2 separate regions of the Oryctolagus cuniculus genome follow, and region 2 is linked to region 1. Evidence: chromatin contacts called from public Micro-C data. All regions are on one chromosome and are shown on one strand. Each heading gives the region's core, a stretch centred on a gene start, on an enhancer-like site or on the middle of the called end of the contact. The rest is flanking DNA. Distances are from core to core; before and after follow the strand shown.

Region 1 (3,008 bases), core at 216-2,715:
CACACACACACACACACACACATCACATACATACACCTCCTCATCAATTCTGGGAGGTGAGGGGGTCCCCTAAATAAATGCTGGGAGACACACTGAGGACAGTGCTACAGCCTGGCACAGGGGGACACCGGAAACAGTCAACCGGACCTGGAAAGATCCGTGAGATGGAGACTGAGCGCAGTGCACTGGCTCCTGTCCTGTCCCAAAGGCCGCTCCTCCGTGGGTCCAGGCGCGGCGGTCACTCCCACGGGGTGGGGAGGCAGAGGACTGCGTTCATGTGGGGTGAGGGGTGGGGCATAATGGCTGAGCTTTACCGGGTTCTCAATTAAGCGGGAGTTGTCCAAAGTTTTATCCCCAGCCATCTTCCACTAACGGGCCAGGGAGCGCCTGAGGGCGATGCGTGGGTCCACGCTGGCTGGGGAGCGGAAGGCCCTCGAGGAGCAGCCGCCCGAGCCTGGCTGCCCTGCCCGCAGCCGCCTGCCCAACTCTAACAGGGGAAACCGCCTACCGCAGCCGCCCCAGGGACGCCTAGACCAGCAGGCCGGGGTTCGGGTGCCCTTTTCACAGCCAGAAAGTGGGCTTTGGCGGCTGCAGTAGCCAGGGGGCGAGTGGGAGACGCCGGGATCAAGCCGCTGGGACCGAAATTCCCAGGAGGCTTGCCCCCTGCTTCTGGGCGCCGCGTCGACCCTCGCCCTCCCTAGGCCCTGGCCTAGCTCGAAAGCAGGGGGCTTCGCGGGCCCCAGCCCAGCCTCTACTCGAATCCACGTCTTTCCTTCGAATTAATTCCTCCGCCATGGGGGTACGGACCTCTTCGGGACTCCGAGGCACGGGAGCACTCCGAGGAGTGCGGGGAAAGAGACGCTCCCGGGGGCTGGCTGGGCCCTCCGTGGTACCTCCGCCCCCGGCCACCTGTGAAATACGGGGAAGTGCGGCCGCAGCGGCGGCGGGCTCCGGACAGGCGCGCTCCGGCCGCGGCGCCACCCCACGCGGGACCGCGCGGCCAGGACCTTTGGACCCGGCGTCCATGCGACCCCTGCCCCCAAGTCGAGCCGCTTCCTCCGGTTCCCACTCGAAGCACGGACCGGAGAAGTGGCGCCGGCCTCGGGTGAGGAAGTGGCCGTCGGCGGGGCCCGGATCCTCGCCAGTCGCCAGCCAGGCCCCAAGCACAGCAGGCCGGGGGCAGGGGGTCCCCGTCGGCGCGCGCTACCCCTGCAGGGGCGCAGGTCCCCGCTGGGCGCATCTCGCCCGACGCTACCGCCGCCGCAGCCGCCGCCGAGCGCAGGTCCCTGTGCGCCCGGCTGCGCTCCCGCTTGGCTAAACTACTCACCTGACCGCGCACCCGGGGCGCAGCCGTCCGCCCAGCCGAGGGTCCGGGGTCCGGGCTCCGGGCTCCGGGGTCCCGCGCAGCCTCCCGCGTCCGGGCTCCGGGCACTCCCTCGGCGCACGCTCTCCTCCGCCAGCACTCGCAACTTCTGCTTTGGCCGGGGCCCGGGGCCACGTGACTCCTCCCGGGCCACCCCCCGCGCCGGCCCGGCCCGCCTCTCCCGGCACCGCTACGGGGGCGGCCCAGGCCCGGCACCCAAGCTGAGGCTGCCGAAGGGGAAGCCAGCGGCCAGGTGGGAAGAGTAGAGCTTCCCGGACATCGCGGCTCTAGGCGAGCGCGCCTACTGGGTGCAGGTGTTGTGCGCGTGTGTGATTGACCCCAACTGGAAGTCGCTGAGGTCGCGTTGGGGTCAGAACGAAGCTCACCACCTTAGGGGGCCACTCTGCCCTCAGCCTCCGTGTTCGCAGATGCAGAAACATCGCCAAAACGGAATGAACCCGGACGGTGGCTCCCCAGTTTTTCCAATGAGAAGAACGTAGGTTTCAGGGTTGGTTTTTTGTTTCTTGGTTTTTTTGTTTTGTTTTTGTTTTTTGTTTTTTTTTTTTTTGAAATGCTACTTTGTCCCATTCTCTCGTTCATGAAATGGTTTTGTTAAAGCTCTTCCAGTGCATCTTTTAAACTCAAACCAGGTCTCCCACGTGGGTGCCAGGGCCCAACTGCTGCCTCCTCCTCGTTCGGCATTGAGGGGGAGGCTGGAATCGCCCCAGGCTCTCCAGTGCGGGTCTGGGGGTCTCAACCGCTCTGCCCGACGTCCTGCCTTTGTGCGCACCCATCTTCATGGGACCGAGGCGGCCTCTCCCCAAGAGCGCTTCAACGCCACAGCTACGTTGCTCCCCCTGGAAGCGCTGGGTCCAGAGCGCTGACTCCAAGACCTGCGGACCCATGTCCTTCATTGCTTCCTTCCCAGGTGTGTGCAGGGCCCAGTCGCCCCCCATCCGCTGATCTCCTGCTTTTTAAAGACGTCTTGGGAAGACCCGTTCTGCCATCGACGGCATGAAGCCATGGAGTGACTTTGCCAGGAGTAAGGCTAAGTGTGGGTGGGATTTCTTTGCCTTGATTTTTGTAGCTGTTTTTCAGAGCCTCCGTGTGGATTCATTTTAATCAATCCCCTCGGGGGCAGCTGCTGTGGTGCCGCCTGCAACACCGGCCTCCCCTCTGGGAGCTGCAGTTCAAGTCCCAGCTTCTCTGTTTCTGATCCAGCTCCCTGCTAAAGCCCCCGGGAGAGCAGCAGCAGAGGGCCAAGAGCCCCTGCCACCGATGTGCAAGACCCGCGTGGAGTTCCCCACCCCTAGCTTTGACCTGGCGCAGTTCCAGTTGTGGCAATTTGAAGAGTGACCTGCAGACTGAAGATAATTTTCTCTGTCTCCCTCTATCACTGTGGTTCAAATAAATTAATAGATCTAAGAAATAAAAGTAAATCATTTCAATTTTATTATTTGTAGTTGGGTTCGTGTTACAAAATTTCAGTAGCATATTAGGATAGCCATCTATATGATAGCACTTCAGAAATTTGTGAAAAGTAGAATTAAAAGATAAGTCTCTTGGTGCAAACTTCTTTAATGCATGCATAGTTCTTTCATAATAGCTGTTTTCCAGGAACTTTTAGAAGGTCCCTTGTATAGGG
Region 2 (3,008 bases), core at 147-2,646, 81 kb before region 1:
TCCTGCACCGGCCTCCTCACCACCCGTCCCCGGCCATCACGGAGGTTCAGCCTTCTCAACAACCAACTCAATCCGACTGCACGCTGGGCGACACTAACCATGCAAGATGTGATAGTAGCACCTTTTTTTTTTTTTTTTTTTTTTTTTTTTTTTTTTTTTTTTTTGACAGGCAGAGTGGACAGTGAGAGAGAGAGAGAGAGAGAGAGAGAGAGAGAAAGGTCTTCCTTTTGCCATTGGTTCACCCTCCTATGGCCGCCATGGCTGGCGCTCTGCGGCCAGCGCACCGTGCTGATCCAAAGGCAGGAGCGAGGTGTATCTCCTGGTCTCCCATGGGATGCAGGGCCCAAGGACTTGGGCCATCCTCCACTGCACTCCCGGGCCACAGCAGAGAGCTGGCCTGGAAGAGGGGCAACCAGGACAGAATCTGGCGCCCCGACCGGGACTAGAACCCGGTGTGCCGGCACTGCTAGGTGGAGGATTAGCCTATTGAGCCACGGAGCCAGCCGACAGTAGCACCTTCTAACAGGTAGTCCCTAGCTGCGAGACAGATGAGCTAAACGACTGGAAAATGAGGAGACACACAGCCTGGGATGTACTTTAGATGGAGGCGGGGGGAGACACGTGGGTGTCTAGAAGGGAGGACGTAACACTGGCAAAGCCCCCTTGTTTCTGATCTGGGTCATGAGCCCAGGGCAGCGCCCAAGGCCGCTTGGTCTACTTCTGTGTGCCAGGGGCCTCTGCAAGTTTGTGCAAACAGCACCTTACAAAAACCTGCAATGCATTTCAAAGATGCCTGCACCCCGGAAGCTACCGTCTCCACCTCGCTCTCCCGTGAGCTTCCTGAAGCACCCTGGGGTGTGAGAAATGCTCTCCGAACTTAGATTTTGTGTGAAGAGGATGATATAAAGTCCACTTTTTTAAAAATCCAAAAAATTATATAAATGAGGGGAGAAATAAACAAGACTCTAAAGACATAAAAACGTGGTGTGTGTGTGTGTGCACGGGCGTGTGTGTGTGCACGTGTGTACACGTGTGTGCACATCTGTGAGTGACCACCCAGATAAACCCAGGTTCTCATGCACACAGATCTGTGCGGTCCTCTCTGCTCCCCTCAGGTCTGACACGCAGGGGCTCTCAACCCCACTTAAAGACGAAGAAACAGGGGCGCAGAGAAGCTAAGCTGCCTATTCATGGCTGCACAGCCAGAAAGAAAATCTCACTTTGACCTCCCTGCCGTGGGGACTCCCATCCCGAGGGGCTGGACACCTGTGCGCAGGGGACTGCCCTGTGCACACAGGGGGCTGGGCAGCACCACTCTCCTGCATCCCCGGGAGCCAGTAGTACAACCAGAGCATCCCTGGACACTGCCCAGAGTCCTCCGGGAGGGAAGCCACTCCCAGCATGCAGTGCCCTGGACTCTGCCACCCGCTCAGAGCCCAGGCACAAGCACAGTGCAGGCAGCATTGCTGGTTCTCTCCCAGAGGTCCTGCGGCTCCCACCAGTCATGGAAGGCTCCCTGGGGAGTGACACCCAAGAGCCTGGTGGGGGAGCTGCGGCCAGCCTGCAGCCCCTGTCCTCTACCCAGGCCTGCAGCCGTTTCTGAGTCCAGAGTTGAAGATGGCAAAGTGCGAGTGGTGGGGGACGCGGGCAGCGTGGGGTGAGGAGGAGGAGGCCCCGACGCAGGAAGCCGCCCAAGCCCTGCCCTCCCCAGCCCCCTGCACGTCTCTGACTCCGCCCTCTCACCTGCTGTTCATGCAAGAGAAACCTCTGGAAGTCGTGCAGGTGAACGGCAGAGGCGTCCGGCCGGTCGGTGTTCCTGCCCTCGGGGAAAGGGAGGCCATTCAGAGGGCGCCGTCCATCACCCCGGGGTGATGCTGGCCACCGGTCCCTCGGGTCCCCCGGCTGTGCCGGGCACCAGGCAGGCGCAGGCCTGGAACCCGCACTGAGCCGCTCCCAGGGGCGTCCTGTGCACTCTGAGGTCTGGGAAACCCCACATGTGTGTGGAAGAGAAGCCACGCACGGGGGACACGGGACAGGGAGACAGGCGACAGGGAACGGGGGCGGGAGGGTGGGGGGAATGCCTGGGGCAGGGCCGAGAGGGCCCAGACCCCTGGCTGGAGGCCCAGGACGGCTTGTGGAGCAAGAAGCAGTGAAACCCCAAGGACCGGGAGGGCCAGGGAGGCAGGCCAAGGGGACCCCAACTGCAAAGGGCTGTAGGGAAAGTGGGGAGGCAGGGACACGGCTGGCGCCTGCGCACAGTGCGGGAGCAGATGCTGCAGACACAGGGGCCTCCGTCCAGACCTGGCCAGGGCCCTCAGGGGCTCGGAAGCAGGGTGGGGAACACGTGAAGCCCCGGCCCCCTAGCCATGCTGCGGCATGAGAGCCACCAGCCAGGGACAGCAGAGGGCATCTCCCTAGATGGCAGGGAGCCCCCCCCCCCCCGCTCTGAATAAGGGCAGGGCCCCGGCCTGGGCCAGCAAGGAAGGGGTGCCGGCTGCACCCTACACCTGGCAGCTCCCTGGCTGGGACGGGACGGCACACCCCAGGGAGACGAGGGCACTCCTGGAGCCCGTGCAGAGGCGGGGGAATGGTCTCCCTAAAGAGTGCAGGAGGGAAACACGCCTCACGCCAGCCCCTCTGCCACCCAGGGGCCCGAGCGCAGCGTCTCGCACCCCAGTCTTTCTCGAGCCTTCCCTGTCCAGTCTCACAGTCTCCCGCCAACCTTTCATGAAAACGCTCAGCGGAAATCAGGTGTGCCTCAAGAGTGCCGGCGATCCTCGGAGGCCCAGGTTTAGAGAGTGACCCCAGGAGCAGCCGCCCACGGCTGAGGGCCGGGTCTGGTGCCAGAGACCATGGCCCATGCCGTTAACTCCATGGGAAATGCTTCTCCCAGTCACACAGGCCGCCTTAGAAACCCCCACTCTGCCAACCCCGAAGCCCTGTAAGGGTTCTGACAAGTCCCACGGCACCGACTTTTTAATGATAATATGATTACCAGTCATGATGTG

Evidence for each region. Hi-C and Micro-C count contacts between places; a contact is called where the count stands out from the background.
Region 2: a contact with region 1 is called in a Micro-C map of ear pinna, with 6 times the contacts expected there. The contact joins the enhancer-like site here to the promoter of PLCG2 in region 1. A contact is called at or near these places in 2 of 6 Hi-C or Micro-C datasets (ear pinna and an unstated tissue).

Annotation. Positions count from the first base shown.
Region 1 is chr18:63,846,695-63,849,702 of mOryCun1.1, reverse strand. PLCG2 (phospholipase C gamma 2) reads right to left here and starts at 1,465. Exons shown (of 33, transcript XM_002711657.5): 1 at 1,328-1,465. It overlaps LOC103348533 (a long non-coding RNA gene), which reads left to right and starts at 1,511. Exons shown (of 4, transcript XR_011384125.1): 1 at 1,511-1,654; 2 at 1,792-1,859; 3 at 2,292-2,405; 4 at 2,585-2,816.
Region 2 is chr18:63,927,874-63,930,881 of mOryCun1.1, reverse strand. It overlaps PLCG2 (phospholipase C gamma 2), which reads right to left. Exons shown (of 33, transcript XM_002711657.5): 9 at 1,744-1,816. Among named protein-coding and RNA genes, the nearest start is that of PLCG2, 81 kb to the right of the region's middle. Within about 2 kb of position 1,396, at least 2 of the 8 cell types and tissues checked have an H3K27ac peak or open chromatin away from gene starts, as enhancers often do.